Linked DNA regions of Mus musculus: regions 1, 2 and 3 are each linked to region 4. Evidence: chromatin contacts called from public HiChIP or PLAC-seq and Micro-C data. All regions are on one chromosome and are shown on one strand. The core of a region is the stretch at or near the end of the contact, and the rest is flanking DNA. Distances in the headings are between cores, read along the strand shown.

Region 1 (6,754 bases), core at 3,655-6,154, 420 kb before region 4:
CTGATTTTAGCTCCTGGAAATACCTTAGGTCATGAACCTGAAATTGGCCTGGAGATGTAGTTCAGTTGGTAGGGTGCTTGTCTGGCATGCTGTTGCCCTGAGTTTGATCTCAAGCACTTTATAAAGCCAAGTGTGGTTGGTTTGATAGACTCCTGTCTTCCTAGCAACAAGGTAGGTAGAGGCAACAGCTACGTGGTAAATTTGGAGCCAGCCTAGGATACATGAGAACTTGTCTCAATGGAATTGTCCAATCTTTTTGTTGTATTTCGTCTTTTTGTACATGCGTGTGTTCGTGTGTATTTGTGTAATTGCACATACGTGATAAAACTTTTCCTGGGGAGATTCAACACAAGTTTTCCCACCCCAGATAGGGATCCCAGGGCAGACCAAAACATAAATACCAGCCTGGTCTACAGAATGAGTTCCAGGACAGCCAGGGCTACACAGAGAAACCCAGTCTCAAAAAACCAAAAAATAATCAACCAAACCAAAAAAAAAAACAAAAAACAAAAAACAAAACCAAAAAAACATAAAGACCAACTAAGTCCAACTTGATGAACCAATGCACTTTATTGGAGTTAATTATAGAAATGTGGGTGAGGGGTCACTCACAGGAGCAGAAATGACTCAAAGCTGCATTAGCAAAGCCCACCCCAGTGTGGGTGACAGCTCACAAAGCTTGGAACCTGGAGCACACTGCACATCTGCAGGCAGCTCAACAGTTGAACAGTGTCCTTTCCAGGTGCCTCCTCTGGTCTATAACCCTCTACTAGGCATCTGCTCTGGTCTGGGAGTCTTCTTGGCAGCTTGGCTCCACTTCTCAGCTCTTACTGCTTACTCTGATAGGAAGGGGCCTAGTGAATCTAGTCAGTTTCAGGGACTTCCTGAAGCTATTGTGAGTGCTTTCCTTTCTGCTTAATGAACTTCCTGCAAGATGGAATGTTTTAACCTGAGAGGAAACCATTAGAAAATACAGGTTTCTCCAGGCATGGTGGCACAAGCCTTTTATCCCAGTACTCAAAAGGCAGCAGATCTCTGCGAGTTCAAAGCCAATCTGATCTACAAATTGAGTCCACTACAGCCAGGGCTTGTTACACAGAGAAACTCTTGTCTCAAAAAAACAAACCAAAACCCCAAAGGGTTCCTTTGAAATTGCTCTCCACATTATCTTTTTGAGGTAAGGCTTCTCACTATTGTTGGCATCAGGACCTCGGGAAAACCTGTGACATCACATAGGGGACCTACAGACCTGTTGCTAAGACAACGGCCACCATATTCCCAGAATCCATTTGGCTCACCTCCCACCTTTACCTATGTTATGTCATTATCCATATATATAAGCAGAATGCCCCTCCCTCCCTCTCTTCCTCCCCTCCTTGCCCCTCTCTCCCAATAAACCTTTTTTTAAAAAAGATTTATTTATTTATTATATGTAAATACACTGTAGCTGTCTTCAAACACTCCAGAAGAGAGCGCCAGATCTCATTACAGATGGTTGTGAACCACTATGTGGTTGCTGGGATTTGAACTCAGGACCTTTGGAGGAGTAGTCAGTGCTCTTAACTACTTAGTCATTTCTCCAGCCCCCAATAATCCTTTTACACTTGGAACTCTTTTGGCCTAGTGTGCTGTGTTCAGACACGAGCCGCTATTCTAACATGTCAACTATAACCTAGAGTTAACTCATTTGGCTAGACTGGCTGACCAGCAAAGCAGAGGAGTTCTTTTGTGCCTGTCCTTGTCAGTGCAGGGATTGTGGACGCTTGGCCACGCCCAGGTCCTTCTCGAGGATGCTGGAGGTAGCTTCGAGGATGCAGCTCAGGCTCTTGTGCTCCTGCAGCAAGTGCTGCTGCTGAGGATGGCCATGGTATTTTCACAGACTGCACTTTCTTCTCGGTTTCTTGAGGGTTGCTCTTGAACTCACTGTGGAGCCTGATCCTTCTGCTTCCAACTCTTCAAGTACTGGGTTTGATTTGTTCTGTTTTTGTTTTTGTTTTGTTGTTGGTGGTGGGTTTTTTTGTTTTGTTTTGTTGGTTTTTTTCGAGACAGGGTTTCTCTGTATAGCCCTGGCTGTCCTGGAACTCACTTTGTAGACCAGGCTGACCTCGAACTCAGAAATCCACCTGTCTCTGCCTCCCGAGTGCTGGGGTTAAAGGCGTGTGCCACCACACCTGGCTTTGATTTGTTTTTTTTTTGTTTGTTTGTTTGTTTTTGTTTGTTTGTTTGTTTGTTTTTTTGAGACAGGGTTTTTCCGTATACCCTTGGATGGCTTTGAACTCATGGCAATCCCACCTCAGCCTCTTGAGTTTGAGAATCAGAGATGTGCACCATCATGCCTGGCTACATTGGTGCATTCAGACACACATTTACTGGGGGTTTAACCTAGGGCCTCACACATGCCTGGCAAGCACTGAGCTCCAATCCCAGTCCCTCCTTTTACATTGTAAAACTGCATGCAAACCAGACTGCCCACTGTGGTACTGTAATCCTAGCACTTTAGAGGTTGAGGAGAGGTGATTTCAGGTTCAGTGACAGCCTGAGGTACATAGCAAGACCCTGTGGCAAGAACAACAAAAAAGAAGGCCCTGGGGACTTGGATTCCCACAGAGAAGAAAAAAAAATCCCACTTGCAGCCGAACTTTATGTGTCTCTGTCCCCTGCTTCCTAGAGGAACCAAGGTCTGCAGGTCTAAAGAGGCTACACAGTCAGTGGCAAGTTTATGCCCCAGGACTACAGTGCATCTTGAGGTTTTGGGTATGGGCAAGGACATCTGTTGATCAGCTCCATCAGAGGACAACTGCCTCAGTTACACTTGTACAGATAGGAATATCCACCAGCGAACAAACACCTTTCTTCCCCATGCAAACAATAGTAGAAATGCAGCCTCACTGTGTGCTCCCCTCAACTCAGTGTTAGTCACCGAGCAAAATGCAATTCTGTATGAGAGCCAGGCTCCTCTCCGTGCTGGCCTTACCCTGTGCTCACTCTTGAAGGCACTCCAAGCTCCTACTTGGCTTAAGCTTCCCTGGCAGAGATCACCCGACACCTCCTAGTTGCAAAATCAAAGTGTTCTATTCAGTGTTTAGCAGACTCTACCTGCCTCTGGCCATTGTGACACCAGTTCCCTCTAACCATCTTTCATCACTTAGGAGTCACCCTCAATGCATCCTTTCCCTGATACTGTCTCCCCGAATCCAGTGACTCACCGAATCCCGTTGACTGTACACGTCTCCGGAGCTCATCCGCTTTTCTTCATTCCGGTTTTTAAAGTCATTCACGTGCATGTGTGTGTCTGTGCGTGTGTATGCCACCTATGCAGGTGCCCAGGGAGGCCAGAGGAGGGCAGGGCGTCAGGTTCCTGGAGCTGGGGTTACAGGTGGTTGTGAGCCAGCTGTTGTGGGGGCTGGGAGCCTAGTTTAGGTCCTCTGGAAGAGCAGCAAGTACTCTTAACCACTGAGCCTTGTCTTTTTTTCCATTCTGTTCTTGAAGTTTTAAAATTGTGTGTGTGTATGTATGTATGTATGTATGTATGTATGCATGTGTCTATCAGGTCCCTTGGGGCTGGAGTTACAGGCAATTGTGAAGCAGCTAATGTGGGTGCTGGGAACTGAATTCAGGTCTTTTGGAAGAGCACCATCTTCCCAGCCCCCATCTTTCCCAATATTGGGGCTACTGCTCTTTGTGTAAGGATGATTGACTATTGTTTGGTTATCATGCTCCTGGGGGAATCCAAGACCTCTTTCCTGGGGAACAAACGGCCACAGGCTTATTTGTAACTTTTTAGTTCTGAGAGTTGTTTCTTTGTTGTTGTTGTTTGTGGTGGCGGGTAGGTTTTTTTTTTTTTTTTTTTTTGTCTTTTTTTTTTCTTTCTTTTAAGAGGTTCTTATTGTAGTCCAAACTGGTCTGCAACTGGCTATAGTTAAGGCTGGTCTGTAACGCCTGATCATCCTGCCTCTATCTTCCAAGAGGTGGGGTTACAGGGGCAAACCCATCACACCCAGCTCGCAGATTTATTTTTGATGGACCTCCTCCAGTTCTTTAATGTAATCTATTGGCTACTAGGATAACTAAAATATATTCCTCCATGTCATTCTGAGGTTTGTGTAATTTATGTGATTGTATTTTAATCGTCTCTTAATACGAGTCTGTGAACCTCATTAGAGTGGGAACTACCTGAGGGCAAGAACCCAGTCTTACCCACTTGAACACTAGCTTGGGTGCGGCGGCGGCTCAGGGCTCAGGTAGGGAACGATGAGGCTGCTTTTTCACTTCATTCTCAGTGGCTCCAAACGCAGCTGTTTTACCGATTCCAGCACCCTTCCAGCAGCTACAGGGACCCACGTCTTGAAGCTGCAGCAAACCAGGGTTTCTTATTTTATTTCAGCCCGGTTCCACCGCTGATAGGCTTTCCCCTCTGCTCCTCTGCAACTGTGATCTAGGACAGACTTGATGAATGCCCGGGAGTACCCTTGGGAGTCTTCTCTATCATTTCACGTGTGCAATTTGAGCTACTTTAAATTCCTGTGAAGAAAGGTGCCCTTTTCGTGTTAGGGCCTTTTTCCTCCAGTCCGTACGAAGCAGGGCAGGTAGAAGAGCAGGGGAGAACATGAGAGCCACTTCTGGAGGGAAGGAGCAGAGCTCAAAGGACTGAAGAATAGCAGAGGACGACGCACAAGGCGACGCCGGAGAACAGATCTGCTAGCCAAGCTCGGGTTTCCCCATGGCTCCGCCTCCTCCACGAAGCCCGACCCTTTTCAGGGCGGGACCTTCCACTCCAGCCAATTCTGGGAGCCGAACCCTGGCGGTTTGTACTCTTTCTTTCCAATGAGAAAAAAGGGAAGCTGCTTGGCTCCAATGACCAATCCGAGGAGGCGGCTCCTGGTTCTCAGGCAGGTTTGTAAGAGTTCGGGCCAATTGGAAGCGCAGCCACGGCTCGGCCCGGGCGCAGCGCGCAGGCGGTGGCGAAGAGACGCCGAGCGGGCCGAGTGTGGCCGAGCAGAGCCGGAGCGGGGCCGCAGGAGCCGGGCCGGGTGTGGACCGGCCGAGATGTCCTATAAACTGAAGAAGGATAAGGTGAGCGTGGCCTTTCCCCTTGCGCCTCCGCCGCCGGGCCTGCGCGCAGCTCTGGGAGGGGCCCGAGGCAGGCCCGGGACAGCCTCAGACTGACCCTCTGGTCCGGCCCCCCGCAGCACTCCCGCGGCCAGCCCCAGGGCCGCGCGACTGCCAGCACCCCCAGTCCGTGCAGCAGCTGGGACAGCTCTCCGTCTTTGCCCGGACAGATTTCCCCCCACCTATCCCTCTTCCCTTCCTCTTTGCTCCTATCCCCGGCCCCCTCCAGATCTGCTCCACTCCCGGCTCACTCCCTTGCTTTTTCTCCCCGCCTTTATCTGTCCCCGATCCCCCACGGTTTGGGACAGTGCTCATTTAAGACCGCATTTCCCTCCAGTACTTCCCCCACCCCCGCCCTGAGCAGCCCCTTCCCTCTTCTCCTCACCAGCTTAAAAGACGGCCTCTCCACAGTTCTGTACAGTCCCTCCTTCCCCCCCCCCGCCCCCCCACGACAAGCCCCTGACCTAGAACCGCTCTGCTTTCTCTCTCCTCCGCCCAAATCTGGCCTAGGCCCCTCCCTCGAGTCTTCCTTTACACACAAACTTGTAAGCCAGGACCGAGCCCTTCTTCTGTTGATGGAACCCCAGAACGTCTGTGCTGGAAGGGAGCTTTGGAGCACATGCAGACTAGCATGCTAGTGGTACAGATGAGGAGACTGAGGCCGGGTCAGGGGAAGGGACTTGTCCAAGGTCACACATCCTGCTGGAGGCCCAGCTGCAATATCAGGTCTCCCAACTTGGAGGGCTCTTCTGTGCAAGTGCCTAACTGGCATCAGCTGGCTTCCATGTTCACCCTAGACGGGACTCGGTTTCTAATCTGTTAGAGGCTCCTCCCTGTATTCCTTAGGATAACCTTTGCATTTCCTTTTTTTGCACCAGGACAGGATTTCTCCCTTTCTTCTGGCCTGTTCTGTTTAGTTTTCTTCTCATTCTGCCGTCCAGTACACTCGGTTTCTTTATTATTTGCAGTGGCAGAGATCAGACCCAGGGTCTTGCACATGCTAAGCATGTGCAGTACCATTGGGCTACACTCCCAACCCCACAGGCCATTTCTTGATGTTACCGTCTTTTGCCATCTTTTGCCTCCAAACCACCCTGACCTGTCCCTGCCTTTCCCTTTGTTTGCTGCTCTTGCTTGATCTGTGGTTCTTCTGAGAAGCAGACTCAGCTGGGGAGGCTGGAACTGGTCTTCAGACTCCCCAGCTTTTGGGCTGGCCCCTTGTGTTGGGCTGGCTCTGGCCTGGTCTCGTGGTCCACTCTCCTGATGACCCCAGAGGTGGATTGCATTCATTTTTCCCCTGATGGATGCTGGGCTACCATCTCTAACCATATCAGTCAAACTCTTTATCCCGGGGCTGTTGTGTGTTTGCCAGGAGGCTCTGCTTCTGGGCTGTCACTGTCTCGGTCTGAGAGTTAGATAGAGCACAGGACAGGGGGTGGTGAGCCAGGCAAAGTTGTGTGCCCTACCTGGGTCTTATCCTTGGGGAGTGGGCTTGCCAATGGGCGCCATCCAGCAATAGAAACTGTGCACTCAAGATAGCTAAGCCCGGGACTGGGGCTGTGGAGTTCAGAGGAAGGGGTGATCTCCTTAAGCGCCTGTCGTTTCTAGTCTGTGGACCAGATCCTGTCCCATCTGTCTGGCGGCT
Region 2 (6,710 bases), core at 782-3,281, 470 kb before region 4:
AATTCTTAACTAAATCTAGAGCGTCTGTGCCTTGGTCATGGTGTCTGTTCACAGCAGCAAAACCCAGCCCCCCCCCCCCTGCTCCCCTATGGCCTGGCCACTCTCCTGCCTCAAAAGGCTGAGAATGGGTGTGTGGGTGTTATGGCCCTTAGAGGAGTTTGAGGGATGGGGCTTACTGACACAACTGCTTTAAACTAGACACCACTGACTACAAAGGACAGGCTGGGCATGGAAGTCTTCGTAAGGGCAGCAAATCCACCCAGACCTGGAAAGAAACTCAATGGAAACGGAGCTTTCTGGACAACGCTGCAGTTGCTAACAGCTTCCCAGAGTTGAGCTCAAGGCAGTTTAAAGGAAACCTGAGGAGTCAGAGAGTCCCCCTAGGACCAAGGCTGGCCTTGAACTCTTCATCCTTCTGCTTCTCCCAAAAGCTATGGTCTTTCTTTCTGCCTTCACCTTCTCTGGTGTGATGGAGCCGCACCATCCCACCTGACTGATATTGCCCACTTTTTATCTCCTGCCAGATTGAGTCCAGAACCTCATGCACACGAGGCAGCCCCTCTGTAGCTAAGGAAGGTCTGTGTTCAGCCAGGGAGCCCTCAGCAAGGATCTCTTAGCTCAAGTCCCCTGATGCTGCAGAGGCAGGAGAGAAGTGTAAATGTCCAATGCCAGGTTCCTGCCTTTTAGGAGCTCAGAATCCAAACAAATAACAAAAGAGATTGGAATACCATACAAAAAATGCTGGGATGTTTATCCATCTGTCCCACATACTTCAAGGTGGTTTTGTTTTGTTTTGTAGATATGGCCTCAAGTAGCTCAGGCTATATCTCCCTCCCCCTCACTATATAGCCAATGACAGGTTTATGCCAGCCTGGAGATGGATCACCAGGGATTTGCACATGGTAGTCAAGTGCTAGGCAAAGATCTCCCAGTGAGCAACATCCCTAAAACTAGGGATTTCTTTTTTAATTCCATTAATTCATGAATTATTGATTTGAGCTTCCCAACAGGCAAACCTCGAGATGTAGGAGGATCACTCTTTGTTTGTTTTTCGAGACAGAGTTTCTCTGTGCAGCCCTGGCTGTCCTGGAACTCACTTTGTAGACCAGGCTGGCCTCGAACTCAGAAATCTGCCTGCCTCTGCCTCCCGAGTGCTGGGATTAAAGTCGTGTGACCATGCCCGGCTAAGAGGATCACTCTTATCTGTTTATTAATCTAGTTTTCATAAGGAGAAACGCAATTACTGGATATCTGGGCTGTTGTGAGGCCCTAAGTATCTATTCGAGTGAGTGGCTGCAATAATAAGCCTTAAAAGCCGGTGTCTAGTGAGTGCTTGCAACTTTATAAAGAAAGCCATGGTTAGGGTTGATGAGTTAGGTTAGTGACTAAAGAGGGCCACCATTAAGCCTTAAGGATCCAAGTTTGAGGTCCAGAACCAACATGGTGGAAGGAGGCAACTGATTCCAGTCGTCTTCCAACCCAAAATAAATATATAAAGACTTTTTTATTAACACCTTAATGGGGGTGGGGGTGCGGGGAGAGGACCACGAGGCCCGGTGTGGAGGTGCACTTAGAGGCAGCTGGATTTCTGAATTCGAGGCCGGCCTGGTCCACGCAGTAAATTCCAGGACAGCCAAGGATACAAAGAAACCCTGTCTCGAAGAACAAAAGACAGAAAACAAGAAACAAAACCATGAAAGATAGTCCGTTATCCAGGGCTAGAATGCCCAAGGCTGGTTCATCCAAGGTATGATGAAGGTTCACCCGCTAGGAACTGATGCTCCAGCTACTGAGCCTCCTTTAGCTGGCAGTGATATCGCTATAGGGCGCCAAAGCCACCATCCGCTCTCTGATTGGCTGAGATGGGAAAAAAAAAAGATAGTTCCTCTCATTGGCTATAAAGCAGACGCCGAGCGAACCCATTGGTTGCGTCGCCCGCGGGCCTTGGTCGGTTTCGCAAGCCGCTAGAGGCTACCGGGCGTGGGGCGGGCCGGAGCTCGCCGTTGCCGTGGTTACCCAGAGGCACGTGCGCAGTCCCGGAAGCGGCCGGGGGAAGCTGCTCCGCGCGCGCTGCCGGAGGAAGCGCCGCCGGGTCCGCTCTGCTCTGGGTCCGGCTGGGCCATGGAGTCCATGTCTGAGCTCGCGCCCCGCTGCCTCTTATTTCCTTTGCTGCTGCTGCTTCCGCTGCTGCTCCTTCCTGCCCCGAAGCTAGGCCCGAGTCCCGCCGGGGCTGAGGAGACCGACTGGGTGCGATTGCCCAGCAAATGCGAAGGTGAGGGGGCGGGGCCGCGGGGCGTAGCCAAGCCCGAGGGGCGGGAGGGGGCGGGGCCTGTGGGAAGGGTCTGGGCCTGGCAGGACCTGGGCTGGGGTCTCCTTGGCCCTGCTGTGTGCTTTGCGGCAATGCTGGGTGCTGTGACTCTCGGATAACCTGGAGATCCCTGCTTTTGGGCGAATCCGGGGGTAGTTGCTCATCAAGACTAGAGGTGGGGGTGGAGGGAAGGCTTCATACAGGAAGCCTGCTGCGAAATGAAGAGTTGGCCAGGGAAAGCATGGCGTGCAGAGGAACTCACTCCGCAGAAACCACAGAAACAGAGGCAGATGAGGAGGCCCTGCCGGCCTAGAAGCCAGAGGGCGAATTTGAGGAACTGAAAAGGTCCATATGACGTAGAAAAGGGAACCTGAAAATTTTCCCGTGGTGCTTTCACTACAACCTAATTTGTGTATGGTTTTGGCTTCTTGAGAACAGGTACTGAGTTGCAAATATTTATTGGCAGACCAAAAAAAAAAAGGGGGGGGGCTTTACATAGGATTATATGGAGGGGCGGTGAGTGTATGTGGAGAGAAGAGACTCACACTCAAAGGATCAAGAGGTCACTTTTTTGAAAGCATCGAGCGCAGAGGAGACTGAAGTGAAGGAGGTAGATTTTAAAAATCGAAGGACAAGGAACTGAGACCTCTCTTTTGCCCTGCTCATCATTGCTCAGTTTCCTCTCAGACCTTTGCAGCCATCGACCTTCTTTCTAAGTCCTCGAAGGCCCCCCTCCCCCGAGTATTCTGGATATCCATTTTATGCACCAAGCAGATGTACACAGGCCAGATGTTCCCTAAGCACTGGATGCTGGGCTGGTGGTTTGGGACACATTAATCCTCCCATTTGAGCTGTTAAATGTGTGGCGAATGGGGGCAGGGGACTCGGCTCAGTGGGTAGAGTGATTGCCAGAGGATCTGAGTTCAGATCCCCAAGACAGATATAAAAAGCCAGACGCTGCAATGTTTGTGCACCCCTGATCCCCGCACCTCCGCACCTAAAGAGATGCACAGGAGACCAGCCAGTCCAACCAAATGATCACGCTCCAGGTTCAAGTGAGAAACCTTGTCTGAAAAACAAAAGATGAAGAACAGTATCAGAAAGGAACTCTGGCCTCCATGTGCATATCCACATATCCACACACGTGTGTGCACACACACACTGTAACTACATAGGACTTTTTGTTTTTAAGTGAGACTCCCTAGAGTTAATGTGAGTTCACTGGAAGATACCTGTTAAAAGGTCTCACCTGTTCTAGGATGGTCCCTTACCTCCCCACCAGTCCTGGGCTTTTGTTTTCTTTGTTTTGTTTCTTTTCTTTTCTTTTACTCTTTCAAGACAAGGTTTCTCTGTGTAGCCCTGGCAATCCTGGAACTTGCATTGCAGACCAGGCTGGCCTCAATCTCAGAAATCTGCCTGCCTCTGCTTTCCAAGTGCTGGGATTAAAGGCGTGCGCCACCACTGCCCGGCTTCTTTTAAAGTTTTGTAAGGTTTTTATTTATGTATTTTTGTATACGAGTGCTCTATTTGCATAAGTGCCTCATGATGGAAGAGGGCATCAGACAGATGAGAGCATCAGATCTCATTACAGGTGGTTGTGAGCCACCAAGTGGGTGTTGGGAATTGAACTCGGGACCTCTGGAAGAACAGCCAGGACTCTCAAAGCTGAGCCATTGCCCCAGCCCCCATCTTTCTCCTTTTCTTTTTTCTTTTGGTTTTTCGAGACAGGGTTTCTCTGTGTAGCCCTGGCTCTCCTGGAACTCACTTTGTAGACCAGGCTGGCCTCGAACTCAGAAATCCGCCTGCCTCTGCCTCCTGAGTGCTGGGATTAAAGGCATGTGCCACCACGCCTGTCTCTTTCTCCTTTTCTTAATCACAGCCCAGGAAGCTCCTTTCTTTTCCTTAGGAGACATCCATAGATGCAGAGTCATAGAGCTGGCAAGGCTCTTATAGCCCATTGAGGCCTAAACTCATTTTGTAATCAGTAGAGATTATTTTCAGTCACGGAGTGATTTGGCAAACTTTGACTCTTAGGCACCTCTTAATACTTTATTTATTTATGTTTATTAGTATTGCATCTTTATTATTAATTGCTGATTATTTCTGGCTCACAGAGCCTGCCTTCAGGCTTAGTAGTCTTAAGTGGAACAGGCCTCAGCACAGAGAATGGAGAACCTGCCCAGAGAAAGTGGGTGGTAGTCCATGGGGGTCTGGGGTCTATGCCATGAGTCTCCCACAAGTCTGCTTTATGTCTAAACTGGATCTTATAGGGATAATGGTTCCCTGAGAGGCCCAGGGAAGGCAGGACTTTCTTGAGGATATTTAATGCAGTGTCGGGAGACAGGGTCAGAGAAGCCTCTAGAGGGTTTTCCCAGAGCCAGGGGCACATCACGCCCTGAGAGTGGTAGCCTCCTTTTTAGTTGCTGTCACGCCTTTCTCTTTCACTCTGAGCATCAGGACAGGTGGAGCTTAGTCACCATCCTCCTGTCCCCAGTGCTCAGCACAGGCCTCGTCTCAGTGACTGCTTGAGGAGGGGAGGGAGAAGTAAGAGGACGCTTGCACACAAACAGTGAGCCTCTCTGGAGCACATTAACTTGGCAGCCAGAGAGAATTGGTAGGAAACACATGAAGTCAAGAAATAAGACAGCCAGCTGGGCATGGTGGCGCACGCCTTTAATCCCAGCACTTGGGAGGCAGAGGCAGGCGGATTTCTGAGTTCGAGGCCAACCTAGTCTACAAAGTGAGTTCCAGATCAGCCAGAGCTATACAGAAAAACCCTGTCTCAAAAAAACAAAAAGCGGGGCTGGTGAGATGGCTCAGCAGTTAAGAGCGCTGACTGCTCTTCCAAGGTCCTGAGTTCAAATCCCAGCAACCACATGGTGGCTCACAACCATCCGTAACGAAATCTGATGCTCTCTTCTGGAGTGTTTGAAGACAGCTACAGTGTACTTAGATTAAATAAATAAATTAAATATTAAAAAACAAACAAAAACCAAAAACACATCTCAGGGACAAGTAGGGAAATTTACTATGAATTGTTGGACCATTCCCATTCATTTTCTGATTGCATACTGTTTGTTTGTTTGTTGTTTTGGTTTTTCAAGACAGGGTTTCTCTGTATAGTCTTGGCTGTCCTGGAACTCACTTTGTAGACCAGGCTGGCCTCGAACTCAGAAATCCGCCTGTCTCTGCCTCCCAAGTACTGGGATTAAAGGCGTGCGCCACCACCACCCGGCTGCATACTGTTTTATGGCTACACAGAAGTTTGTATTCACAGGATGCACATTATGATATATAATCGTTTATAATGTATAATTGTTGAGATTATTAAAAATTAGATACCTCAGGGGTAAACATTAATGGCTGTTCATTGTGAGTGGAAGGCTAACAGTTTTCATTTTGTTCTGTCAGCTTAATGTGATGGATATTTTATTAGTTTTATTCTAAAATTTTGTTTGCATTTACTTGTATTTGTTGGGCAGCTGGAAGGGTAGACGGGCACATACCACAGTGCGCTCTGGAGGTCAGAGGGCTGCTTACATGAATCTCTTCTCCCACCTTGTTGGTCCTGAAGACAGAACTCTGGTCACTAGGTTTGGGAGTGACCCCCGTTACCTCCTAAGCCACCTCTCTGGCCCGTTATTTTTATTATTTTTTTCAAAAGGTTTATTCAGTGTACATGTATGTATCTACAGGCATGTATGTATGTATGTATATATGTGTATGGATATATGTATTCTCTGTGTGTGTTTGTGTGTGGTGTGTGCATGTGTGTGTGGTGTGTGTATGTACCTTCTTCATTGCAGTGTTTGCAGAGGCCAGAAAAGGCATTGGATCCCCTGGAGCTAGAGTTAACTGTTAACTGTGGGCTGCCATGTGGGCACTGGGCACAGAAGCCAGGTCCTCTGCAAGAGCCAGTGCTCTCTGCCACTGAGACCTTTTACCCAGCCCTACTCATTGTTTAGGACTAATTTTTCGAGACAAAGTCTCACCACGTAGCTCTGAAGTCCTGGATTTTGTTATGTACAGAGGCTGGCCTTGAACTCAGATACACCTGCCTCTGTTTCCTGAGTCACCACTCAGGATTCCAGGTGTGTGCCACCACACCAGGCTATGATTTGACATTTCTCCTTGTCTCCTGTGTTGCCCAGGCTGGCCTTGAATTTACAGCCCCCTTGCCTCAGCCTCATCAGTAGCTCGGATTAGACATACTGGCTTTTTCTTTTTTTTTTTTTTTTGGTAAAGCGATGGGAGTTCGGGGATCTCATTTGCAAACAGAACACTGGTGTGACCCAGGCTAGGAAGGGACACCCAGCTGGTTAGTCATGCTGCCTGCTGGCCTCCCAGAAGCCGCTCTGTGCACACAGTGGCCACTGTGTCTTCCTTCTCCAGTGTGCAAGTA
Region 3 (6,619 bases), core at 296-2,795, 490 kb before region 4:
AGCCACCGAGCCTATTTAGAAAGAAGGACTGCTGGCAAGCTTGGTGTCACTATGAAGGCAGACAAAGATCGATGTATTAACGACCCCGACTCCAAAAACACTCGAGGGGGCCCAAGGTGGGCTCAGTGGTTAAGAGCCGTTCGCCCAGGGGCTGGAGAGTTGGCTCAGTGGTACCACATGGTGGCTCACAACCATCTGTAATGAGATCTGACGCCCTCTTCTGGTGTATCTGAAGACAGCTACAGTGTACTTACATAAAATAAATAAATCTTTAAAAAGAGCCGTTCGCCCAGTCCCCTGGGCATCTGGCACCGTTTCACAAGTCCTGCGGGGAGGAAAGAATGCTCCCTCAGAAACCCAGGGCTTAATTCCCAACTACTAGTTTCAGCCTTGGAGATGAATCTGGGTAAGGCACCTGCTGCCAAGCCAGAGCTTAACCGGGGGGGGGGGGGGGGGGGGGGGGGTCTGGTGCATGGTGGGAGGAGAAAGCCAACTCCTATGGGGGTACCAACTACCAAACTGCCTCTGCTCGCACTACCTTAGTTGCTCCCAAGAGTCAGGGTTTTTTAAGATTTAGTTATGTGGCCAAGCACACTGACAACAGAAGAGGGCGTCAGATCCCATTAAAATGTGAGTCACCATGTTTGCTGGAAATTGAACCTTGATCCTCTGGAAGAGCACCGAGCCCTCTCTCCAGTCCCCCAACTCCAAGAACCAGGGTTTCTATGTATCACTCTGGGAAGGAACCTTTTCATCAAACCCAAACGACTGCCAAGTTAGAAATGCCTTTTGGATATCGGTTTATCGGTATCATCAGAACAAGCGGGTCCAGGAGGTTGTGCTGTCCTACAGTGACAAGGGAAACTTATTTCCGTTACACAAATGGACTAGGACACAGTATGAAGTTGAAATTTGGCATCCAAAAACAAAATTACTAGGCAACATTGAGTCCCACAGGTGGCAAGTGTCCAGACTCAAGTTTGTGTAGGACCCAGTCATGCCCTCGGGAAACACCTCGAGCATCAGGAAACCCTTGGGCCTCCGTCGAGTTGGGCGGCTGGACTGCCCCGGGATCGCTCCTCGATGGTCGGAGGCTGCGTCCTCGTGTCTAGGGCGATGGTGCAGGGTGAGGCGGCCGAGCCCGCATCTTCCCAGGGCTTGGGCCTCCGAGGGAGCAGAGACGCGGTGGGTTCACCGTGGGTCGCAGTGATGTGGCGTTTCTCCAGGCCCGGGACCTCCTGGCCCTTCTGTACCAGGTGCAGGAGCTCCGCCAGGGTCACCGAGGCAGGAGCTGGCTCGGCAGACGCCAGTGCACCGCTCGGACTGGAGACACCGCCACGCTGGTCCATGTCCTGCCACCAGCTCATCCCCCGGATCCGGCTGTAAGCACTTCCGGGTGGAGTGGGAGCAACCACTTCGTGAAAAGTAGAGGGGAGCTTAGTAACTTAGCCCAGGGTAGACCTTCCAAGACCCGGGCTATTTGTGCAGAAGCTGCAGCCTGGGTTAACCTCCAGCTCTCATTCCACAACATGAGATGTGCTGCGGTGGGTGAGGAGCGGGCGGGGTGGGGTGGGGGAACGAGCCAAAAAGTGAAGTTTTTGCACCCAGTGAGACAAGTGTGAGGAGGCGTGGCTGTACAAAAGCACTTCCCTTTGGCACGTGTAGATGCGGACGCAGGCTGCGCGCTCAGGGCCGGGAGGGTCGTCTTGGTAGTTTGAGTCTCGCGCTACAGTCCAGAGCGTGATTCTGTATGCTTTTCCAAGCAAGCAAGCAAGCGCTCGTCACATTTGTTAATTGTGGTACTAAGGATCAAATCCCTGGTTTTTGTTGTTGTTGTTTGGGTTTGGGTTATGTGTTGTTTGGGATTTGTAGTCAATTTTGGTTTGAGCCAAGGATTCGTCATCTCCCAATGTCTGCTGCGCTACACCTCCCAATGCTGTTCAGATTTCTGTATCAAAGCTATCCTGACAGGATGCAGTGGCTCATGCTTGTAACACCATATGCTCGGGCCATAGAGCCAGCCGAGTTACACACTGAAACATGTAAGTATATAATAAACAGCTTGATCTGGCACAGATCAAGAAATCAGTAAGTAAAGCATACTTTGCATAATGTTAAAAGCACACAGCATGTTTACCCTTCACCGGAAACAACCCCATGAAACCCAAAAAGTGGGTAAGATGGCTCAGCAGGTAGGGCTATTGAATTTTTATCCCCGTTCTCATGTTTTCAAGGTCTCCTGTAGCCAAAGCTGACCTTGAACTTGAACTCACAATATAGTCTGTGTGTGTGTGCGTGCGCGCGCGTATGCACGCGTCTGACTTCGGATCCTTGCCTTCGAAGGGCAGAAGTAGGCAGACCGCCGCATCCAGCTGGCATTTATCTGGGTTTGTGGGCATTCAAATTCTGACCCTCACACCTGCACGGCAGGCACTAACTGCTGACCATTCCCAACCGCGGCTTTGAACTCCTGGCCCTCCACCTCCGCAGTGCTGGGATTACAGGGGTCCATGTCCAGTATGTGCTGGGAATTGAATTGTATTGTATGGTGCCGGGAATGGAGCACAGGAGTTTATATGTATTAGCCAAGCACTCTACTAACTGAGAGCTCTGTCTGCAGCCCCTCTGGCACACTTTTCCTCATGTAATGCTGAACCTCTTAGGGCTTCCTTTCCTTTCCTTTCCTTTCCTTTCCTTTCCTTTCCTTTCCTTTCCTTTCCTTTCCTTTTCTGTTTTGTTTTTCAAGACAGGGTTTCTCTGTGTAGCCCTGGCTGTCCTGGAACTCACTCTGTAGACCAGGCTGGCCTCGAACTCAGAAATCCACCTGCCTCTGCCTCCCAAGTGCTGGAATTAAAGGCGGGTGCCACTACTGCCCGGGCCCCCCTTTAATTTTATTATGTGCATCTATGTCTGTGTACTACATGCATGCAGTACTGCTAAAGGCCAGAAGAGAGCAACTGAACCCTTAGTTCTGCTATCATGTCGGTGTTGGGCTTTGAATTCTCTGGTCTTCTGGAAGGACAGCCAGTGCCTGGAGGCCATTATTGAGGGTCCCCAGTGATCTCTCCTGTAGCCCCTGCAGCTGTCTCTGCATGTTCATCCAACTTCCTGGACCTGACAGAGTCAGTGCAGCAGGCTCCCTGGCCTTCTAGTTTCTGGGCCTGGTCAGGCTGGGAGAGAGTAGCAGGAGGAGAGAAGAGATAGCTTCAACAGATTTCATTCTGTTTCCCCTCCTCAGGGTCTCATCGGCAGCAGTCCCTCCACACAGCCCTCTGGTTTAAGGGTTCTGACACAGCTCCCTTCTCACTCTCTCAGATGCTACGTTGTCTCCTGGGAACTCCCTTGTCCTTGCCCACATCGCTCTCTGCCCATGGGCTCTACTAAATTCTCCTTAGATTTTCCAATGTCGTCGTCTCTTTCTCTCCCGCCCTTCCTCACCAACACTAGAAGTGGTTCCTTCCAGGAGTAGACAGAACAGAGTGTTAGGATTAGCCCTCCCACGCTGTGCAGGGGGACATGCGTGTGACTGGAGGGGACATGCGTGTGACTGGGGATCCCATTCATGTGAGGAGATCGTGGATAGATGTTGTGCCCAGCTCTGCGTGGCCATGTTGCTTGTTTTTATATCTATAGGGAAACACAAGGGTCCTCAACTTCTGACAGAAGGGTAGCTTGGATTGGCACCCTGGCTGGAGGCCGGCATTGAGACATCACCGTGAGATCACCAAGTTCCAGGACCGATTAAAGGCTCAGCCCTTCCTTTCTTATAGGATTTCATTTTGTAGTCCAGGAAGGCCTGGAACTCACCACCCACCTACCTTAGCTGCTTGATTCTGGCATGAGCTCCCACACTTGGACTTCCAGATGTCCGTTGTAAAAATCAGAAAGGTAAGAGTTACTGAGTGGACCTTGAGATGGGTCAGAGATATTACATATCTCTATCTACATATCTATGATATCAATGTAGATAGATAGATGGATAGATAGATAGATAGATAGATAGATAGATAGATAGATAGATAGATAGAGACGTACAGTAGCATAAACACGAGACCACCTCCTCAGCAAGGGAGAAAACAAGAAGCAACTCTGGATGTAAATTGTCCTCCGACTTCCATACTTGCACTGTTAATGTGTTAACACGCACACACACACATGCACACAAACACGGAAACAAATAAACTGTGCTGGAGGTGTAGCTGAGTTGACAAAGCATTGGTTTGCACAAAGCCCTGAGTTCCGTCCCCAACCCCACATAAAGCCAAGCACAGCTGTGTGATCCACCCTGTAACTGGCGCTTGGGAGATGGAGGCATGAGGGTCAGAAGTTCAAGATGGTGAGAGGGCAGACTGGGCTCTGTGAGACCCTGCCTCAGAGAGGGGGGAAGGGGAGGAAGAGAGAGGGGAGGGAAGGGAAAACACAGGACACTTGGAATGCAAGGTTATCCAAGTTCATTTCCTTGGATGCTCATCCAAGATTTGGGATTTACCATGCCGGCTCCAGCACCTGGAAGAGGCACTAATCTAGCCTCTTACTTAGGCTAATTAAAGCTGTAAAGTTTTACTAGCAGCCCACAGTCAATAAGCTTGAGATGCTAGGACTTTCCTGGCATCCTGTAGAAGGAATCAGAATTTTTTGGAGATGAGAATGCTGGACTGGGTTTATCATATGAACTCTAGCCACCCCTGCGGTCGCACAGTTAAAGGAGCCAGAAGACATTTCCAGAACTAAACAGTTAAGAAATGTATAGGTGAGCCAGGTGGGGTGGCTCGTGTTTGTCATCCCAGAACATGGGAGTTAGGACAAGGGTAGTCTAAGGCCAACCTGGGCTACTTAGCAAGATGGGGGAGGGGGAGGAAAACCAAGGGAGAGCACTGAAGAGATGGCTCAGTAGGTAAGGCATTTCCCCAGCAAGCCAGAGGACCTGAGTTCAAATCCCTAGCACCCTCCTAAAAGTTGGATATGCTCTAGATTCCTATGACCTTAGGCAAAACAGGAGGTGGAAACCGGAGAATCATAGAAGCTTATGGAGCTAGCTTGGAGAGAGCAATACAAACAGCAAAAGAGAGATGCAGGCCTGGGGAGATGGCTCAGTGGTTAAGAGCACTGGCTGCTCTTCCAGAGGTCCTGAGTTCAATTCCCAGCAACCACACAGTGGCTCGAAACCATCTGTAATGGGACCCGATGCCCTCTTCTGGTGTGTCTGAAGAAAGCGACAGTGTATGTTCTTACATAAAACAAAATAAATTAAAAAAAAAATAAAGAAACAGAAAGGAAGAAAGGAAGAAGAGAGACGCTGTCTCAAACAAGGTGGAAGGCGGGATACACACCTACACACCTGAAGTTGTCCTCTGACTTTATTATGTTCTATGCAACTCTCACCCACAAACATGTACACACACCATCCACGTTCATATACAATACACGTCACACAAAAGAAGGAAGGAAGGAAAGAAAAAGGGGCAAGAGGAGGCTGCCAGCATCCTTGCTTTGATGGCTAGGGTCGCTGCGTGGGTCAGCAGCGCTGGACTCCCTCATCTGACTGTAGTTAATGTCACCCTGGTCATGTAGAAGCCAAACACTGCGATTATTCAAAAGCAGGATCCGGGCTCAGTAAGGATGTGGGTCAGTGGTAGAGGGTTTCCTAGCACACATGAGGCCCTTCCTGGTTTGCTAGAATAAATGCTCTCAGTGATATAACTTGGTTTTCCTCAGCCTGGGTTCCTCAGCTAGAAACAGGCAGTTAAGGCCCAAGGCATGAGTCGTGAGCTGCCTGGGGCTTATAGCCAACCTGCAAGTGACTGGTCCGTGCTAATGCATGAGCATCCTTATTCGTGCTGGGTGAGGAGCTTTGGAGACCTTCTGGGGCTTCTGGGAAGAGGATCAGGTAGGGGAAGTTTCCAGACGGACTCTCCCTGCCCTCCAAGAGGGAGGCAGGAGCTGGGCTAGGTATGGGTCACCAAGCCAGCAGCCCCTGTCCCATCTGCACTGTGGTCGCAGAGCCTGGGCCAGCACTTCCCCAGACTGGAGAATGACAGGCAGAGTCGTTAGGGACACCTGCCTCCCCTCCTCCCACTCCAGGGCGGGAAGCCACCATGCTGCACCTGGGCCTGCAGGGCCTGGGAACACGTGGAGCCCACAGTACCCAAAGCCCCTCCCCCGCCAACCTGGGTCCTTGCGCAAGGTCAGGAGAGGGCAGGAAAGTGGCCATTAAAACTGCCCTTCCGGCACAACAGCATAGTGGGGTGAAGCTGGCATAAGAATAAAGAAGAGGAAGAAATAAAGCTGTGTATAGAAGAGACAGCAACGTGTAATATGGCGCCTTCGGGGGGGGGGGGGGTGGTCAGGAAGGGCTATTCTGCAAGTAATCTCAGGTTAATTATTTCCTGTGTGCATGCGGTACTCACACCAAAATTTGTATCCTATCGGGGTGAGAGGTGGACTGGATAAGATTAAACTAAGCACACACACAAAACACACAAAGACCATTGTTCTTGCTTTTGTTTTTCTTTCTTTTCTTTTCTTTTCTTTTCTTTTTTCTTTTTTTTTTGGCTTTTCAAGACAGGGTTTCTCTGTGTAGCCCTTGGCTGTCCTGGAACTCACTTTGTAGACCAGGCTG
Region 4 (7,182 bases), core at 3,131-5,630:
ACAGACTTGGCAGGACGGGGAGTCACTCATCCAGACAGTGAGGGAAAGGTACAGCAGCACCAAGTGTTCACATGCATGTCTCTGCCACCTGCACTGCCTAAGGTGAATGAGGGGGTGACCCAGGCCCCAGGTGGGAGTGACTCAGCCTCCCTAGCCGCTGTTCCAGGTATCATTCCCGGATGCTTCTGGAACCTGGAGCCCCTTTTTCTGCTTTTCCTGTAGAAACAACTGTTGAGTTTACAAGAGAGCAGAATTTCCAAGGCCAAGTCTCACACACTGACCTGGAGTGGATAGGGGGTGGGGGTTGGGGGTTGGGGGTGGGGGAAGGCCTGCTGATTTGGCAGAGATGGGACAGAATCATCCAGCCTTACTGCTGCCTGCATAGCCAAACAGAATCCATTTCTATCTCTATAAATGTGACTACTAGGTCACTAAAATAACAGCAGTTGTTTGTTTGTTTGTTTATAGTGCTGGGAGCCTCCATCCATTTCTATCTCTATAAATGTGACTACTAGGTCACTAAAATAACAGCAGTTGTGTATTTATTTGTTTATTTATTTATTTATTTATAGTGCTGGGAGCCTCCCATGTGACCAGCAAGTACCCTACTGTTGAGCTACATCCTCTATCCCCTTTTGTGTTTTCTGCTTTAAGTCACGCAAGCTGCCCTTGACCTTGTGATCTGATCTCTGTGCCTCAGGATCCCTAGTAGCTGTGATTTACCGGCCTGTGACACCAGGGTGGGCTCCTGTTGTCCTCGACTAGCTCGCTTACCATAATGTCCCCTAAGTCTGTGTATGCTGTACACACGTGAGGGCCTCACAGCGTAACACAGGCTGAAGCTGTCTATGGAAGCCAGACTGTCCTTGAAATCACCGCGATCTTTCTGCTTCCATCTCTTGGATGTTGACATTACTGAAGACATGTTTAGTCTTCGCTAAGAAAGTCACTTGAAGTGCGCCATACCCAGGTGTGGGCTTGGGCTCCTGGAGGAGCTGTGGCCTCTCTTCATTTCTCCTGCTTTGCTTTTGGCTTTCTTTTGCTGCTGCAATACCTTCATACACAGCTAAAATTATATTTCTTAACCTTCCGACAAACTCAATATCCTAAGGTTGGAAAAAGACAATGTATGTAGCAAAACTTTATGCACCATAGATTTCATTAGAAGGAAGTTAGGAAGGAGCTATGGACAACTGAAACTTTAGGAAATTAACTGATCATTATCTTTTGAAATGATCTTTTTTGTTGGGTTTCAGGTTTTGAGACAGGGGCTCATGGAACTTAGGCTTGTCTTTAACTCTGCGCAGCCTAGAATGCTCTTGATCATCTTGTGCTGTCTCTACTTCCATCCTTCCAGGCCCCTTCTCCCCACCCACGTGGTACAGCTCTAGGGATGCAAGAACACACCTGGCTCTGAAACAATCTTCAATGCCTCTCTGTAGCAGGGAACTGAGCTAATTCAGGTGTTCTCTGTGTCCAACCAACGTCACAAAGAGGGGGTACAGCAGCCTCCTGGATTCAAATTCTGAGCTTGTGATATTATTTATTTACTTATTTTCAAATAAGTTTTCTCTGTACAACAGCCCTTCCTGTCCTGGAACATCGTTTGTAGACCAGGTTGGTCTTGAATGTACACAGATCCACCTGCTTCTGCCTCTAGAGTACTGGGATAAAAGTCGTGCACCACTATCATCTGGCTAAAGGTTTTGTTTATAAACTTTTTTTTTAAGTCAATTTATCTTCATTTTGAGCCTGTGTTATCCTCTCTCAGCAAACGGCACATTTTAAAAGTGCTGAGTGAGCAGTTTAAAGGGAACCGAATGGAGCTGTGTAATGGTCAGGAGCCAGTTTGTCCTGTTTTAGGTGGGAAGGATTGAAACAGGTTCTTAATTATACCAAGTTATAATTGTTATGAAAGCTACCCCCGAGCTACACCTCCAGCCCCTTATTTCGAGTTTCATAAAAAAAAACAAAACAAAACAAAAAAAACTATGTGATCAATTTTATCAGTGTAATCTTGTTTTCGAAACTATATGTGATAGAAGAGCACAGGGGGTGATGGGAAATATAGTGTGGGATTCCAGCAAGGCACTGTGTTGCTTACCGCCAATTGGGGCACTGGGGAGTCAGAGGTCCGTGTACTTCTGAGTTTGAAGCCAGTCTGGTGTTCATAGTGAGTTCCTGGACAGTTGGAGCTATGTAGAGAGACCCTGTTTTGTTTTTGTTGATTTTTTTAAAATAATAAAACAATGCAAACAAAAAAAGAAAAGGATGTGGGACTCTGTCCTCTAGAGACCTGGGATCCTCTGGGAGGTTTTATTTGTGTGTGCTGACTGGGGAGGGTAGTAGAAACCAGCTCACCCAGGGACTGACCCAGCTCCCATCTTGGGCCAGGGAAATGGGACACCTCTGTGCTATGAAATGTTGATGAGCTATAGAGGGGACCTCGCAGGAGTAGCAGATGGAATTCCTGGACGATTGTTCCGGCTGTCACCAGAGAAGACTGGCAGGAAGGAGAGCTGGATAATTTATGGAGGGACAGATGCTGAGGCTTCTCCGGAACCATCTGGTCAAGCGGGGCCTGGGCTTGGGGTAGATTGATGTCTTTAGGTCAGAGCAAACTGGTTGGCCACGAGTCCTCCCTGTTTCCTTTACCTGGCTTCTTCTAGTCCTGGAGTCTTTTCAAAAGGGCCGTGCTCCCTGAGGACACAGAGGCAGACTTCCAGCTGACTCCCCTCTCAGGTTCTCCTTTGTTGCAGGGTTTGGCCTTGCCACCATCCCCGCCAGGGCCCAGAGGTGTCTTGGGGCGGGGGGTGGGGCATGACTCTTCTTTCCCACTGCTAGATTCCAGAATCTTCCAGCCACTCACTTCCAGATCATTTATTGAATAACAAATCTTTACTGAGTACCTACTTTGGTGCAAACAATTTAGACACTAAGGGCACTGTGCTGAATGAGGAAAAAAATTAGGAGTTTTCATGATAGTAGGACAGATGGTCAGTAAACAAAGAAAGATTTAATATGATGTCAGATAATAATGGTCTCCATGTGAGTAAACGTTAAATGAAGCAGTTGGGTGTGTGTGTGTGTGTGTGTGTGTGTGTGTGTGACTGGGATCCTGAATGACCACAGACGTGATCATTTGAACAAGGACACACCTGTTGGTGACTCCCTAGAAGGAGAACATTCCAGCCACAGGAAACAGAAAGCCGGAAGCCTCAACATGCTTAGCAGGCCCCAGGAAAACCTGCTGCCTAACCACTGTTGTGGGCTGTGCACCTGCTATGGGACATCCACACGTGCTCTTTGACTTGAAGAGACGTTAGGGCAAAGGGACGCAGCAAGTAAAACAACAACTCTGGAACCGGAGAGGTGCTCAGCCGTGAAGAGCATCTGCTGCCCTTGCAGAGGACCCAAGGTCAGCTCCCAGCACCTACATGGTGGTTCACAACTGCCTATAACTCCATTTCCCGGTGATGCCATACCCTTTTCTGACCTCTACAGGCTCCTGCATGCACATACAGAGACGTGGGCACATACACATAAAGTAAACTCATAAATAATTATGGTACAGGATATCTGTTATAAAGTTCGGTGTAACTAGTTAGAGCCGTCTAGTAAAAGGAGCTTCAAAGAGAAGGCTTTTTGGAAGCGTTGACAGTTTAAGAATGGCAACTGAAAACTGGGCCTACCGTCTAATACCCGTAATACCAGGTGCGTCTCGATGCTTGCCTGGGCTACATAATGAATTTGAAGTCAGCCTGGGCTGACTCTCCCCTCCCTCCAAAAACAGTATAAAATTGACCTCCTGAGTGGAGGAACTGGATTGCAGATCTCAAGGCTTGATTTTCTGATAACACAAGACAATTTAAGAACCTGAAGACTTTTGGGAGAGGTGGGAAGCACGGTTGAAAAGGGTGGTAGAGACTGGGTCGTGCGTTATCTTCCGTTGAGATGAAAAGCTGGCATTTTCCTTTGCCTTGTGTGGCACCCTGAAGTCAGAAGCCAGAGGCTCTCTGTGAGTTCAAGGTACAAAGTGAGTTCACATTCCAAGGCCAGCCAATGAGGCCTGATGGGTGGGAGTGGCAATGAGAGTCGGGGTACGTGGAGGGGTGTGTTGGTATTTTTCTTTGTATACGAAGCATCTTGTATTTTTTAAGCGTTGTTCTCTATTTTTTCCCACAGTACCAGCCTTTTCCCCTTTCTCACTGTTGAGTCCTACTTCCAACACCGACTTCCTTCTTCCCTTACCAGGTCTGCAAAGGAGGAGATTCCCACTTTCCCAGCATCACCAGGAGTCCTAACGCTTTACCCCGAGGCCCCGCCCCCAGGCCCGCCCCTCCGATGACGCACGGCGCCCGGTGCGTGGGGATTCCCGCGGTCCAGGCCCCTACCCGGCCTGCCCCGCGGCAAGATGGCTGCCTGAAGGAGAGGCCCCGGCAGAAAGTTTGTTGTGGGATTTTTGAGTAGTCGCGCTGGGTGGCGAGAGTTGAGGGGGTTTGCGGAACTCTAGCATGGAGTAGAGATGGAGGGAGGGAACAGCTCCGAGGTGGAGAACTAGGATGCCAGGATGGAGGAGGGTTGGAGGCGGAAAGAAAAAAAAATGCCGATGGGGGCGGAGGGGAGGGAGCCTGGAATTTGGTGGCAGCCCTAGGGGAGGAGATGGGGCGGGGGTGGGGGGTAGCCAGAAATAGGTGTGGTTCGGCTTCTGGAGGAGCAATCGCTCACGGATTGAAAAAGTTACTTCTCTCAGAGTAAGGAAGCCTGGAGCGCGAGGCAGAGGCCTGACTCCCCCAGGCCGGTGGGAGGGGAGATGGCTCTCGTAGTCGGGAAGGGGTAGGAGTGAGATGTGGAGCGTGCAGGGCGGGTCTCCCAAGGAGGGGACCGAAGCCAGTCGTGTGACCCTCTTCCAGGCTTAGATTAGCCTTACCCATAGCCCCTATAGCAACGTCTGCCCCCATTTCAGCTTGAAGACCCAAGGGCCCCAGGGACTGGAAGAAATCACATTGCCTGCTTGGAAAGAAGAGGTAGCAACTTGCCCCAGCCCAACCCCAGAGCGGGTAAGATGGTTTGCAGAGGCAGGGTTTTGAGCGATAATCTCCCTGGGAGAGGATCCATGGATTTGGTGAATCAGTTAATCCGAGAAGTTTGCTTGCTCTTCTACAGAGGTTTTTGTTTTTTGTTTTTTTGTTTTTTGTTTTGACTGTGATCTTTAGTTGGTGTTTGGTAAGACTGCTGGCTACCTTGTGGGAGCTGGTGTAGAGTTGAGTGTTGCTTGCCTTCAGCTGTATAAACAACTCTGGGCAAGTAGACGGTCCACTAAAAATAGTCTTCCTTTCTTAATTGTTTTGTTTATTGTTTTTTGAGATAGGGTCTCACAGGGTAGCTCTTCCTGGCCTGGAACTCTCTATGCAGAGTGAGCTGAAAGTATTCTGGCGGATTCTTGTCACAAAGCAGCTCCCTGTTTGTGTTACCATGTCTTCTTCCATTTTCCCCCTCAAGTTGTCAAATGTGCCATTCTGCCTGGAAGTAGTAGACCTGCGGTGGGTGGCAGACGATGGGGAGTCACAATCAACTTTCTGATGGGGTTCACCGACGTTTAGGTCATTTCTATGAGCAGCTCCCGAATTCACTCCTGGTGCATGTCTGCTTTGGCATTTTTTTTTCCTTTTTGGTAAGAAGATGTTATTGGTGTTCCTTGGTTGTGGCCTGGGGGAGCTGTGTCCCAGGTGAGGGAAAGTCGGGCTAGGACTCAGATGAGCTTCCATGGGCAGGGGTCAGTGTGACCTGGGGAAAGTTGTGAACACTCTTTATCCCTGACAATCCCCCATAAACATGTCACTTTGCAGCTGTATTGGTGAGCTAGAGGCAGGAAAAATTACAGAACGTGCCCTTTTCTGGTTAGCATTCTCTTCATCTTTTCTATGTGCTTTAGCAGATCTCATTTAAAAAAGAAAAGGCAATCTCTGTACTCAGAGGGAGCCTGGTCTTCCATGTAGTGAACTTACTGCTGGAGAGAAAGGGGCCTGAAGGCTGAGAGTATTAATACAGTCTTCACTATGTTGCTGCCCCGGGGCAGATAGAGTTGTGAGCCTGCCTCTGACATTTGAGGTTTTTGTTGTTGTTAGTGGGGTTTTTTTGTTTTGATTTGTTTTGTTTGTTTGTTACTGTTTTTGAGTCAGGGTCTTACTGTGTAGTTCTGGCTGGCCTAGAACTCTTCAGGCTGACCTTAAACTCATGAACACACAATGCCTAGCTTAGTTTATTTTAAATATTGTAATTAAAGTATTTTTATTTTATGTTTGTGAGTGTTTTGGCTGCAGATATATTTGTATACCAGATGTGTGCCTAGTGCCCATGAAGGCCAGAAGAGGTATCCTATCCCTTGGATCTGGAGTTCCAGATGGTGATAAGGTGCCATGTAGGCGCTGGGAATTGAACCCACTTCTAGAAGACCAGCTAGTGCCCTTAACTGCTAAGCCATTTCTCATGGGTTTGTGTGTGCCTGAGTATGTATGTGCACCATGTGTTTTCAGGAGCTCTCAGACTGCAGAAAGGGGCATCTGAGAGCTGCCTTATGGGAACTGAACCCAGGTCTTCTGCAGAACAGTAAACACGCTTAATTGCTGAGCATTCTCTCCAGCCCCCAATTAGCTTTTTTGTTTTTTAAGAAGACAGTTTCACTCTGACCCAGTCTAGCCTCGAACCCATTGTAAAACTCAGGCTGGTCTTGAACTTAATGGCCGTTCATTTCCTGATGTGTCTTCCTCCAGGTTGCTGGGATTATAGACATAAATGACTGTGGCCAGCTTGTGAGGTTTTTTTTTTTGGTCTGTTTTTCTCTTTTCTTCTTTGAGGCAGTTTTGCTGTATTGCCTGGGCTAACCTCAGACTCTGGGGCTCGAGTGATCCTTCTACATCAGCATCTCAAGTAGCTGGGTCTACGGGAGTGCAGCACTGTGCCCGGTGGAATCAGCTTTCTTATTAAAGTGTATGTGGGGGCCTGCTTGTGTGTGATGAGTGGATCGGGAGGTCTGGCTTTGTCGAGATGCTCTCACTAATCATGTCTTGTTCGCTGCATGCATATTCCTACCACCAAACGTTCACTCGAGGCGGAGGCCTTCAGTCAGAGCCGCTAGTCTAGCTGCAGTGTGCCCAGGGGCTCAAGGACTGAGGAGATTCA

What was found. A called contact is a pair of places that touch in the nucleus more often than the background predicts. HiChIP or PLAC-seq counts read pairs in DNA pulled down with a chosen protein or histone mark.
Region 1: a contact with region 4 is called in a Micro-C map of embryonic stem cells, with 1.5 times the contacts expected there. The contact joins the promoter of Ppp2r5d here to the promoter of Tjap1 in region 4. A contact is called at or near these places in 11 of 39 promoter capture datasets (the 3T3-L1 cell line, 3T3-L1-derived adipocytes, the C10 cell line and 6 more), 1 of 15 datasets of contacts at CTCF or cohesin (large pre-B cells), 1 of 484 Hi-C or Micro-C datasets (embryonic stem cells) and 8 of 115 datasets of contacts at active chromatin or transcription factors (bone marrow-derived macrophages, embryonic forebrain, embryonic stem cells and 2 more).
Region 2: a contact with region 4 is called in a FOXA1 HiChIP or PLAC-seq map of pancreatic cancer cells. The contact joins the promoter of Cnpy3 here to the promoter of Tjap1 in region 4. A contact is called at or near these places in 6 of 39 promoter capture datasets (hematopoietic stem and progenitor cells, hippocampal neurons, liver and 2 more), 3 of 115 datasets of contacts at active chromatin or transcription factors (astrocytes, extraembryonic endoderm stem cells and pancreatic cancer cells) and 2 of 9 other capture datasets (embryonic stem cells and liver).
Region 3: an HNF4G HiChIP or PLAC-seq map of pancreatic cancer cells shows a contact between it and region 4. The contact joins the promoter of 2310039H08Rik here to the promoter of Tjap1 in region 4. A contact is called at or near these places in 4 of 39 promoter capture datasets (hematopoietic stem and progenitor cells, hippocampal neurons and liver), 3 of 115 datasets of contacts at active chromatin or transcription factors (astrocytes, embryonic stem cells and pancreatic cancer cells) and 1 of 9 other capture datasets (liver).

The regions. Positions count from the first base shown.
Region 1 is chr17:46,703,152-46,709,905 of GRCm38.p6, reverse strand. It overlaps Ppp2r5d (protein phosphatase 2, regulatory subunit B', delta), which reads left to right and starts at 4,904. Exons shown (of 15, transcript NM_009358.3): 1 at 4,904-5,073. The coding sequence starts at 5,047. It overlaps Gm52314 (a long non-coding RNA gene), which reads right to left and starts at 4,281. Exons shown (of 2, transcript XR_003952400.1): 1 at 4,198-4,281; 2 at 552-3,364.
Region 2 is chr17:46,747,535-46,754,244 of GRCm38.p6, reverse strand. Cnpy3 (canopy FGF signaling regulator 3) reads left to right here and starts at 2,031. Exons shown (of 6, transcript NM_028065.4): 1 at 2,031-2,272; 2 at 6,701-6,710. The coding sequence starts at 2,122.
Region 3 is chr17:46,767,561-46,774,179 of GRCm38.p6, reverse strand. 2310039H08Rik (RIKEN cDNA 2310039H08 gene) reads right to left here and starts at 1,545. Exons shown (of 1, transcript NM_025966.3): 1 at 773-1,545. The coding sequence starts at 1,367. The coding sequence ends at 1,023. Rpl7l1 (ribosomal protein L7-like 1) reads left to right here. Exons shown (of 7, transcript NM_025433.3): 7 at 1-273.
Region 4 is chr17:46,280,224-46,287,405 of GRCm38.p6, reverse strand. It overlaps Tjap1 (tight junction associated protein 1), which reads left to right and starts at 4,380. Exons shown (of 10, transcript NM_001252474.1): 1 at 4,380-4,446; 2 at 4,967-5,060.